Linked DNA regions of Sus scrofa: region 2 is linked to region 1. Evidence: chromatin contacts called from public HiChIP or PLAC-seq data. All regions are on one chromosome and are shown on one strand. Each heading gives the region's core, a stretch centred on a gene start, on an enhancer-like site or on the middle of the called end of the contact. The rest is flanking DNA. Distances are from core to core; before and after follow the strand shown. Region 1 overlaps ME3 (malic enzyme 3). Region 2 has its middle 56 kb from the start of PRSS23.

Region 1 (5,754 bases), core at 986-3,485:
TGTGTGCTCCTGATCAACTGACAGCTGGGTTGGAGCCCGGATTGCAGTGTGCTCAAAGACTGCCTCCTGGGTATCTGCGGCACTGTGATTTTTGTTGAGGTAAGATTGTTTTCTGGAGGGGCTTTGGTCAAGGTGTTGGCAGCATCAGTCTGGCGTGTAGCCAGGAAATGGCTTCAGTAGGCATTTAGGGAGCAGAGGTGTGTTTGTATGTGTGTAGGTGGTGGAGGTGGCTGAAGATAAAAGGGTTCCAGTGTAAAAAAAATGAGGCAAGGGCTCACCACTCATTGAGAATGGGAGGCAGGAAACCCCAGGGGGGTGAGGGTGTGTTTTAATCGCATCCTTTTATGGGGGATAAAGGAGAAGAGGAGATGAAAAAGGAACACCCCTTCAAGCTTGCGAGGAGCTTTACAATGGATAAAGCACGTTCACACATGTGTAGCCCGTCTGACCTTCATGAGATGGGCTGTTCCTGCAATCCAGACTTGGGGATGGGGAGTAGCTGGGCTCCAAGGCCACACGGCTGTTATGGGGGAGCTGAGCCACTCCCTCGGGACCCCAGCCCCGGTGCTCTGACTACTACGGCCCTCCCGGTGCGTGAGTGTCCCTCATGTGTGCAGGTGGATTACACAAGGGAGTTTCCGTGAAGGCAAGGATGAAGGTGTTTGTGGGGTGTCATGTTTACCAGTGCCACAGATGCTGGACTGCGAACACAGGAGAAACACAGGGAATTGGCTCAGCTGTGATGTGTTCGACAAATTAGTCTTAGTTTTCATCTGGGTAAAGTAACAAGCACCCTGTGGGCTGTTGCAGGCTTCAGAGATCAAGGACACAAAGTACCTAACCTGGGCTCACCAGGAGCCTTGTAAGCATTCGGCAAATAATAGCTGTTAATATCCTGTGTACCTGTCACCGGCCGGTGTGCAGAAACCCACGTGTCTGCAGATAAGCTCAGGGCCAAGGGCTGCTGGCTTTGACCAAGTCCAAGTTTGTTCCTCGGGTATCTTCCACAGAGCCTCCCCTGGGGAAACCAAGTCCCTCTTCCTGCCCTCACCTTTCTAACTAACTCATCCCAGCCCCCCGAAGCTGCACAGGAACCTGCTGATGGCTCTGCCAGTTAAGCACAAGCACAGATCATTCAGGTCAGAGTGGGCGGCACTGCGATGCCCTGAGCCGCCTGCACCTGACGCTCCTGGGCAGGGAGACTGGTCAGAGGACAGATCCTAGAGGAGGTGCGTCAGGTGGATCACAGCTGCTGAGCATCTTCAGGGCCTCCTTACGTGCTGAATCTCTCCCAGTCCTCACAAACAGCCACGTGAATGGGCATTATTTTCATTTTACGCATGAGGAGACGGAGGGCGCCCTCACTGTCCAAAGTCATCTTTTTGAACGGGGGGACTCAAGGTCAAGTCTGCCTGGCTTCAAAGGCGGTGCTCCTCCCACTCCCTGCAAGCCAGCCCTCATCACCCACACAGGTAGGACCCCACACGGAGGCCAGGGAGTGTCAGGTCTCCAGGTGTGTGTGCACGTCACTTGGAGCCTGGAGCTCGAGAGGACGAGAAGGGTAAGGGCTGGGCTGAGCTGGGCTGGTCCAAGGGAGGCAGCTGGAAGGGAGAATATTCAATCACACTGCACAGCAAGCCACACCCTCCGGGCTGCTTCTCCGCACCTGTCCTGGTTGAGCCGCATTCCTCAGCCTGGCCTCCCCTCTGGCTTTCACCTCTTCCCTGTCACACACGAGTGACCTTGGGAGGCTTTCCTCCAAGCCAGGCTTGCCAGGACCCATGGCCCCTGGAGGTGCATGCAAAGCCCAGAACCTTCTGCTGTGTCTCATCTGCCCAGGGGTACTCAGAGGTCCCGGAGAAACTCTGGCATCTGGCTCAGGGCTGTGAGTCGAGGCGACACAGGGCCCCAGGGGTGGGGGCTTCCATTTTAGCCTCAGGCTGGACCTAATTAGCTTTGGTTGGAGGCCAGGCCCTTTGACAGAGGGCTTCATTATTCCCAGAAACCTGGCAGGAAGGTTTATCATTTTGGACACTGAGAAGGAGCTGGCTCTCTCCCTGGTGGCCTTGGCCCTGTCCTCCCTTCAGTTGCTCGTCCATAAAACCATTCCCAACCAGGCCTCAGAGGAAGCTCAGGGCTGCAGTGGAGCCCAGACTTTCCTCCCCCTTAGGAGCAGGGCAGGTAAGGAGTCAACACCTGAAAAGCAGCCAAACCGAAACACGGTGCGGCAGCTCAGAATGCCACGTGTCAGATAACTTCACTGGGTAATCATCCAGAGAGGGCTTTGCGCAAAACAGGTGCGGGAAGTCTGTACCAAGAGCAGAGGAATGAATCCAGGAGTCAGTTCAGTCTGCCCTGCCTGCTGCAGCCCCCTCAGTGGCCCAGGATGTGCGGCTCAGTGCCTCCAGGGAGAAGCTCTGGAAAGGGCATAGAGAATCCCCACTTCACAGCCCCGGGCAGTCAAACTCCAGGAGCTGCAAGGATGCCCCATCCTGATCACCCACCAAATGTGTACAGACCCAAACTACAGCCAGCAGCAGGGTGTGGCGGTTTCCTTTCCACTCTCTGGTTCAGAAGGTGTGGGGTTTTGTTTTGTTCTGTTTTCATCAGCCACACCCACAGCATGCGGAAGTTCCCAGACCAGGGATCGAACCTTTGCCACAGCTGTAACCGGAGCCACAGCAGTGGCACAACGCTGGATCCTTAACCTGCTGAGCCATGAGGGGACTCCCAGACCACGTGGGAGTCCTGGCTCTGCTGGTTATGAGCTGTGTGGCTCGGGGCAAATTTCCTCTGTGCCTCGGTTTTCCCATCTACAAACAGGACGATAGTAGAGCCCACCTCTTAGGAAGGCTGTGATAATTAAACAAGGTAATCAATGTAAAATTTTAGGATAGGACCTGGCCTTTGGCAAGCAGTGATTACGATGATACTTTTCTTCTGGTTCTAGTTGGACTGTAAGGTTCCTGCTGGGATGATCGCACACCTGTTTTCGAGGCTACATGTCCAGCTTCTGTGGCACCATCTCTACACTCACTCAGGCCTGACGGCTTCTCTGGGCTCAAGGGGTGGGCAGGGCCCTGTTTCCACCCACATGGACCCTCCCACCCCCCGCTGCTACGGCCCTCTCCATCACTGACCTACTGCAGAACCATCAGGGAGAACTGGCCCTTGGTGCCAGGGAGAAATCCCCTTGGTGCGATGGAGACCAAGGACTGGCCATCTCCTCCTCCGCCCCTCTGGTCCCCTGTGTCACCCATCGTGAGGTTCCAGAGGCCTTACAGTCTAGCACGAGGGACATGAGAGTGCTTGGGTCACTGCAGACTAAGACTTTCTGCCTCAGTTCTTTGGCCGCATCTTTCATGACTCAGCTCCAATGTCATGTCATGTCTGTGGTGTGGCTTTCCCCTAGGCCCACAGCCAGAAGTCTCACTGCACCAACTTCTCTCTAATTGAGCTCTCAGATAAGTTCCTTTCCTCTGGCCACCTCAGTTTCTTCATCTGCGAAATGGAGATACTGTTACCAAACTCATCTCACAGGACATTGGGAAGATCCATGATAAGCCCATGGATGGAAGAGCCCAGTTCCTCTGCCCTTGCCCCCCCCCCTTGCCATGCAGCGGAGATGGGGAGACACCCTGAGTGAGCTGACTGCCCATCTGTCCACAAAGCTGATAAAACCAAGCTCTTTCCAGGATGGCCATTTCCTCCTCCCTACCCATGGAATTCCTATTCAGCCTTCGAGGACCAGCTCAAATGTCATCTCTCCTTCGAAGCCTTCCTGCGGTCCCCAGAGAAAGCACATTTTCCTCTCCCTTGCGCTCCTCTAATTCTTCATTCCCATTAAATCTCTTGTTTCCTTTTAACTTTTATGATATTTAACTTATTATTGCTTGAGGTCAAGAACCGTATTTTATTCTTTGGGGGTAATAACTTCCTAGTGTGTAACATGATGCCCAGCACCTAGTAATGGCTCCATAAATGTTCATGAGCTCAGTTTCTGTCTTGCATGTTTCCTGGATTCTGGAGTGGACCCTGGAGGCAAATTCGACCTTCACCAGCCCGATACTGGTTTATCTGAAGCCAACAACTGAATTTACAATCTTGTCCACAGAGTCCATGGTGAAGGGCTCCTGGGAGTGGGAGGTGGACGTGGGATGGCCTCATGTTTCCACAGCATCTCTGCCACAAGCCAGTGGCGGCCGTGAGCCATGCCTTGAGGGTCCAAGGACCTCTGTAGGAGACACTGGGTCTGGTGGAGCCAAATTGCATTTGTGGCTATGCATGTTAGTTCATTCCATGGTTGGTGACTCAATTTTCTTTGCAAAAATTTTACAAGCAGCTGTATAATATGACCCTGTATTTATCAGCCCTTCTTTCCTCCTGTAATAGTTACCGAAGGAAAGAGACTCTAACACTGATGCCAGGTACCTGGTCCACACTACCACATTTTATCCCCACTGTGATTATCTGAGGTGGGTGGTATTATTACCTCCATTTCATAAATGTGGGCAGTAAGGCTGAGAGAGGTTAAGAAACTCACCCAAGGTCAAGGAAACTAAACCTCAGGGCTGACTTCAGGGGCTTAGCTCTTTTTTCCCACTCAGAACACAACGCTACCTTCCCATCTGAGGGTCAGTTACAGACCAAGCACTGATCCAGAAACACAAATGGATCTCATGTGTTTCCTGCCCCCTCCAGAAATTTGGGTTCAATTAGGGGAGGCTGATACACAAATAATTAGAAACAGAAAGCGCCAAAAAGAAAACTAGGAATAGAAATATGTGTAATGGACTGTGGGGGAGGCTGAGAAAGAAGTGGGTTCAGCTTGGGATGGATCAGGGAGGGGATAGCTGACTCTCGGGGTGAGCAGGGGGGGGGGCTGCAGGATACGCTGAATTCTGATGGGTGGAGAAGGACGAAAGGTTCGAATGCAGAAGTCTGAGGCAGCGGGGACCACACGTGCCAAGGCCCGCAAAGAATGCCAGGCGACCCTGGGCATGGAGACTAGTGTTGCCAAGAATGTGGGATTTCTCAGGACGAGCGGGGCTGTGCCAGGTTTAGTTCTGTCAAAGTGTTGGACCTGTTTCATTAAGCCTGAGGCGGCTGCTGACAGCCTCCAAGGAGGGAAATGACAGCTTCTCTGTGCAGGATGGAGGACCAGCAAGGCCCCTTTTCTGAGTGGGAACTGGGAGGCGAGTAGCATGCTGCATCCTTCAGAAATGTACCGCCAGCTCTAAGGTCTCTGCCAGTACTGGTTTCAGGGATAAGAATGAGAGAACAGGAGTCTCTTTCCCACTGAAAGAGGCAGGCTGAAGGTCAGAACTGCTACGTGGCCTTGGTGCAGTGCCCACCCGCCAGGATGGCAGAAGCATGGCTGCCAGACACCTCCTTCGAGACCAGGATACGCCGCCGTCTACCAAGGATAATACTGGGGCCTCGCTGGGCTCGGCCTGCCATGCTCATCCCAGCTACTGCTTCAGAACCAGAAAACTCTTTTTCCAAATTAACACAAGATGTTCTAGAACCATGTTTCCATGTTCCTCACATAGCAGATGATGTGTAAACACAGATTTACAAATTCAATGTCATTACTTACACAGCTGTGCACAGTATGTTGCAGGATTACGTATTTTCACACCGACTGAAACAATGTTCCATGACAGCTAATAAACCCAGGCAGCTCTTGAATCATCAGTGCTAGAACTATGTGCTGATAATTACCTTGCTCTGAGGACCTTTTGGAAACCCTCC
Region 2 (5,754 bases), core at 823-3,322, 160 kb after region 1:
TTTTCCATGTGCTTGGCATGGCTTAATTACATATCATATTTATTTGATCTTCCTTACAGTCTTGGGAAGTGGGTATTATTTCTCTCATTTTATAAGGAAAATTAAGGTTCAGGGAGGTAAGAAGCCTTGCCCAAAGTCATATGTCCTGGAAGTGGAACAGCTGGAATGCAGAAATATGCAGGTCTAGAACCTTCCATACTGTATTCTCTCTTACTCCCTGCTGATGGGCTGCAGCCTAGAGACCCTGCACCCGTGGCCACAGCTGACCGGAGAAGGCTTGGCCACCTGGCACAAGGGCAGTTTATTCAGGGGGTGGCCAGCAGCCTATGACTGTGTGGTCAAGTGCAAAAATGTGATCTGAGCCCATCTGGCCCCTCTCTTATGATTTTACATGTTAGAAAAAATCACAGCTACTGAGTTATGGAAGCTGAGCTAAAGGTAATGAGATGCACTTGATACGAGGGTAGCCACAGGTGAACAGAAGTGAGGAAAACCACAGGCAGAGAGAGGGGAAGTCAGAATCGATGCACAGAAAGAAACAGAGATGTTAAGAGAAAGTGAGTTTAAAATCAGAGAGAGGAGTTCCTGCCATGGCTCAGTGGTTAACAAATCTGACTGGCATCTGTGAGGACATAGGTTCAAAGCCCCGGCCTTGCTTAGTGGGTTAAGGATCCGGCGTTGCCATGAGCTGCGGTGTAGGTTACAGACATGGCTCGGATCCTGTGTTGCTGTGGCTGTGATGTAGGCCAGCAGCTATAGCTCCAATTTGACCCCTAGCCTGGGAACCTCCATATGCTGTGGGCGCGGCCCTATATAGCAAAAAAAAAAAAAAAAAAAAAAAACCAGAAAATCAGAGAGAGATACAGAGAGACATGGAGAGACAAAGGGAGAAAGACCAGGGCAGGGACTCAGAGCCAAAGAGAATGGAACCTGGGGCTAGCCTCTTGGCCTCCTGACAGAGCCCTGATTTTAAGCCCCAGGAGTCCTTTCTACACCCTGGCACCTAGCCTTGGGTTCCCGTAAGGTCTCTGGAGCCTCACAGCAACCCTTTCTACATGAGCTCATGAGAGTGCACCTCTGTTGCAACCCCAAAATTCTGACTTCAGCAGTCTGATGCCAAAGCCATTCTTACTCCACCTGACCAGACACCTCCTACCCGCTCATTCACAGTAAGGGCAATACCCAAAATGTGCCACAAGGACAGTCGAGAAGCCAAGTTTCCACAGACCGAGTTCCGCGTCTCTGCTGCTTTGGTTATCCTTCTGCTACCACCATCCCTGAGTAAAGACTGGGTCTCTGTCTCCAGGCCACTCTCTACCAGTCCCAGCTTCCCCTCCAGGTCTGCTCTCCAGGCCTCCTGCCACCATGGTTACAGCAGCTCGAAGGTCATCAAGCCAGGTGGTCGGCCCTGAACACTGCCTCCCCTGTCATTCCTACATGTCTTCTCTCCCAGCACTCAGAAGTGGGCTTTGTAAAGTCCAGGAATTAATCTGGATAGAGTGTAAGTAAAAGCAGAGGCTGTTTTGTCAAGAGATTAAGATGTGAGCAGACCCTGGCTTCTTGTCTGGATTCTCTTCCTAACTGGCTGTGTCACCTTGGGCAAGCTGTCGACTTCTCTGCGTCTTGGATTGCTTGGGTATCTATACAATGACAGGGAGGGCAGATGACATGCAGCTCTGACTTTCAAAAATCCCAATTTCAATGCCATCCCCTTTGATGGACATTTGGAGAAGGGGATCTTGGATCCTTTCTGGGATTTGTGCTTAATCATCACATCTGTTCTGGTTGCAAGTGTCCAAAAAGTAACTATATATAGCAGCACTGACCAGATTGTACAAAAGGAGCCAAATTCGCAGGGAAGGCATGAATACACACTAAGTGAAGATTCAAGCAAAAGGAAGGAGGATCTCATACCTAAGAGAAGGCTTGTGGCACCAACAGCTTTAGGAACTCGTGGGCAACTGTGTGAACAACAGAGGTGCAAGGGCGTGTGCATTGCTGAATTCGCACATTTCTAAGGCATCTATCACAGCAGGCCGGCTTGCAGGCTTTATTTAGGTAAAACTCCCATTGAGCTTCAACTCCCAGGGCCCTGTCTGACTCAGAGCTTCAGAATCTTGGCCTGTGGTGCGATGAGTCATGGTGATGAAATTTTAAGAGAAAAGGACATTCTTAAAATTAGCTTTGAGACAGCAACTGGCAGTACTTTTGCCCTGTAAGAGCCTTTTCCAGGTTATTTTAGTTGGTGTCCTCTTTAAAGGGACCCAGAATGGCTGGGTGAATTCTGCCTGTGGTTCCCCAGCCCTTGGTCCTTCAGATTCCTAGCACTCCAGACGTTCTCGCTCATTCCTTTCAAGGAAGCAAGTGAAGGACGGGGCCACTGACCCTCAGGCCTGGTCTGACCTTCACACTTCCGCCTGTGATCTTGTGATGGTTCCAAGAGGGGCTGGAGCTCCCAGAAGAGCCTAAGGCTAGGGCTGGACTGGGTCAGGTTGACCACCCCAGCGCTAGAAGTTCCACCAGCAAACAAAGATGGAGTGTGAGGGTCTCCTCTTACCCAACCTCACAATTCCTCTGACTCTGCACAGGCCCACTTTGTGCCTTTTGACCAAACCTCCTCCCAGGGCAGGAAATCAAAGCTGACACTGACTTTGCAGTCAGAATATTTCCATGAGCAATGAGATGTGGATGAACAATTTCTCCACTGTTCCCTGGACAACAGAGGGTTCTGTTGAAACCGGGCAGGCGTGGCTCAGCTCCCATTCTTATTTCCCCTGATGGAGAGCTTGCCCTCCTCAGTGTCTCCGGCCCTCCTCAGGGACATGCTGTCCTATGGGGACAATTGGGATTTCCCTCAAAAATCCAAATGGACAAAGAGCTACCCAGGGCTTCAGGGAACCTGACTGGAGCTGCAAGTAGAAACCAAGGGCACAGGACAGCTGTTGAGATTTGAGAAGGCCCAACAGGTATAAATATACCTCCCTTCTGTCAAGTCCCTTCTAGCAACATGTTTACATTCATTTAATCATTCATTTAACAGGAAACGGCTGCAAACCAACCATACACCATCACGATGCTGCTTACAGGGACTATTGGCATGAATAGGCTAGAGTTGCTGCCCATGGACCACTCATGTTTTAATATGGTGGATCCTGGTAAGCAATCTGTTGTAGTATGAGATGAGGCGGTGTGCTACAATAGAGGCTCATACAAAATATTATGAGATACAGAGAGAAGGAATGGAAGGTAGGCACCAAGAGAAAGGTGAAGGTTTTTATTAATAATTAAGAAAATGAACAAAAAACAGGTAACACCTCTTCTGGTTTGTGTTACTGGTATGTTGATCAAGCATGATTCATGGCACATGATAAATGCAACTTTATCATTGATTCCTCCTATCCTGGTTCTTTCCCCCCACCCCTACTGGTTTATGGTCAAAGCCACAAGCAAGAGGAAAGGCAGGGATAGGAAGGCTTTGATTTGAGTCTAGCCTTTGGCCAGAGAAAGCATCCCTGGCTGGGCCAGAGCAGGACTCTTCTCATGCAGCCAGGCCATGGGTTCTTCCCCAAAAATTAACCTTCGGAGCTCCTTGCTCACAACCCAGGTGAATTTTTTTCTATCCAAGGGTTTACCTGGAAGACTGTGGGGTGGGGTTGTGACCTGGATTAAGAAGAGGGAGCTGTACACTGAAGTCCTCAGCACAGTTGAGAAGTCACTCCATGTTTCTTCGCACAGAGAATTTCTTCCTCTGCAGGGTGCTGTCCCACTCTGAAAGCCCATTGCCCCAGGAAGCCACCCACCAAGTGCAGGATCCTCACTCAGCATCCACACAGCAGCATCAGGAATGGATGCTGACCTCACCAAGTTTCCTTGGTCCTGGCCCATCTGTGAGCACCCCTGACAGGGTAAAAGATGTTCCCATGAGCCAAAGGAGAGGTACACAGCCTGGGATCCCTGGTTCCCCACCACATCACTAACCTTCTGCCACATCCATGGAAATCCATTTCAGGATCCTAACAGCCAAACTAGGACATGAAAACTGAGTCACAGATTGGTGACTCACCAGTGAGAGACCACACATTGAGTCAGGCGGAGGAGACCTGGGGACAAGCTTTTGAAATTGGAATTCTCTGGACTGCCTCTAGAGAACCACCCTTGCAGGCAAGAAAGCCCCAGGGTAAATGGGTGGGAAGGCAGGTCGAGACACCAGACTCCACCGGATGATGACATGCTTTGGCTTTTTGTATGGTTCTCTGAGAGCCTGGGGTTTTGTGCAACAGAGTCTAATGCTGTTTTGTATTTTCCAATTCTACTTACTGATAACAAGTTTGTCAATCTCCTTAGATCTGCCACCTGCCCTCGGTGACTCATCACTGTTCATTTCATTATCTATGACCTTGAATGCAGAAGGACTGTCGGGGGACAGGGCGGTGACATAGAGCAGCAGTTGAGGACATAGCCTTGGTTATAACACGAACTTGGGTTTGAAACCTGGCATCACATGTGATGGCATCTTGAGTAAGGCACTTGCTTCATTTTTTTCCATCACTAAAGAAGAAATAATAGTGCACTGGAAGGGTTGCATGCAGGAATAAATGAGACACTGTTTCGACACAGCCTAGAATGTACTAAGTGCTCTATGACTGGATAAAGCTCATATCATTAACGCAGGATCTGAGTTTTCATTGATGATTTCTATTCCTTAGAAACTTGCTATTTGCTTACAAAGTTAGACAACTATTTATCATTTATTTGGAAGCAGAAAAAAAGAAAATTGTGCCATCATACAAAAAAAAAAAATCAGACAGCAAGAAAGATCTAAACTTAAAGCTCACAGTCCTTGAACAAGGACCCCATTTGATCCATTTTGGATCAGCAGGGCCTGGCAAAAAGTGCTTGGGGAGGGTTCTAAACAAATACAAGGCTGAATGGGGTGTGTCCACACTGAACAGTTTTGGAGTTTGTGTCATGAAGACCTGCACACACTCATTCATCAAGCAAGATCCTATGTGCACAGCTCTGCACTCCCGGATTGTGTGAGACACAACTTGGCCATCCACACACAAAACAACAAAAGCAAGCACACGCTCGGGTGCAGGGGATTCAAGGCACCAGAGTTACCAGCAGGGTTAGGATCGTTCTGCAGAAGGTTTCTGAGGCAGAACTGGGAACCCGGACTTGAGACTTGGTGGAATCCCCCAGTAAGCAGGATGAGAAGGGGCATCGAGAAGCGGACAAGCGCTAGCAAAGACCCAAAGGGGCAAATGCTGGATGTGCAGAGCGGGTAGTCAGGAGACTGGCCGGCCAGCCAGCCTGCCAGAGGTATGGGAGCTGAGGGCAGACAGTAAAAACCTGGGAGAGAACATTTGTACCCATTGGCCGCGGTGATGTGCTGCCACGCTGGGGCCCTGCGGCCTTCATCAGCTGGACCCCTCCCAGGAGAAAGAAGCTGGCTTGGGCCCTTGCTGGGCCTGAGGGGGACAGGCATGGATGGCTCTGTTGATTGAGGTTTTATGACTTTGGCCCAGTCACTTCCCACCTTTGATCTTGATCCCCTCATCCATGAAATATGTGGGTCGACCTGAGCGGAGGTCCTCACCCTTCAGTGTTCAGATGAATTACTGGGAGAATGTGCCTAAAATGCAGATTCCTGGTGCTCTGCCCCCACTAGATACAGATTCCCAGATCTGGAGTGCATTTTATAAGCACCTTCAGGTGATTCTAGGAAATGCAGGCCTAGAAGAAGTGTTACAG

Evidence for each region. HiChIP or PLAC-seq counts read pairs in DNA pulled down with a chosen protein or histone mark.
Region 2: an H3K27ac HiChIP or PLAC-seq map of skeletal muscle shows a contact between it and region 1. The contact joins two enhancer-like sites. A contact is called at or near these places in 1 of 47 Hi-C or Micro-C datasets (skeletal muscle) and 1 of 2 datasets of contacts at active chromatin or transcription factors (skeletal muscle).

The regions. Positions count from the first base shown.
Region 1 is chr9:20,389,221-20,394,974 of Sscrofa11.1, forward strand. All of the region lies in intron 4 of ME3 (malic enzyme 3), which reads right to left. It overlaps LOC102159627 (a long non-coding RNA gene), which reads left to right. Exons shown (of 4, transcript XR_305241.3): 4 at 2,951-3,872. Among named protein-coding and RNA genes, the nearest start is that of ME3, 97 kb to the right of the region's middle. Within about 2 kb of position 2,236, at least 11 of the 83 cell types and tissues checked have an H3K27ac peak or open chromatin away from gene starts, as enhancers often do. A contact at or near this core is called in skeletal muscle, where this site is marked.
Region 2 is chr9:20,544,624-20,550,377 of Sscrofa11.1, forward strand. It overlaps a transcript of ME3 not described here. Among named protein-coding and RNA genes, the nearest start is that of PRSS23, 56 kb to the right of the region's middle. Within about 2 kb of position 2,073, at least 46 of the 83 cell types and tissues checked have an H3K27ac peak or open chromatin away from gene starts, as enhancers often do. A contact at or near this core is called in skeletal muscle, where this site is marked.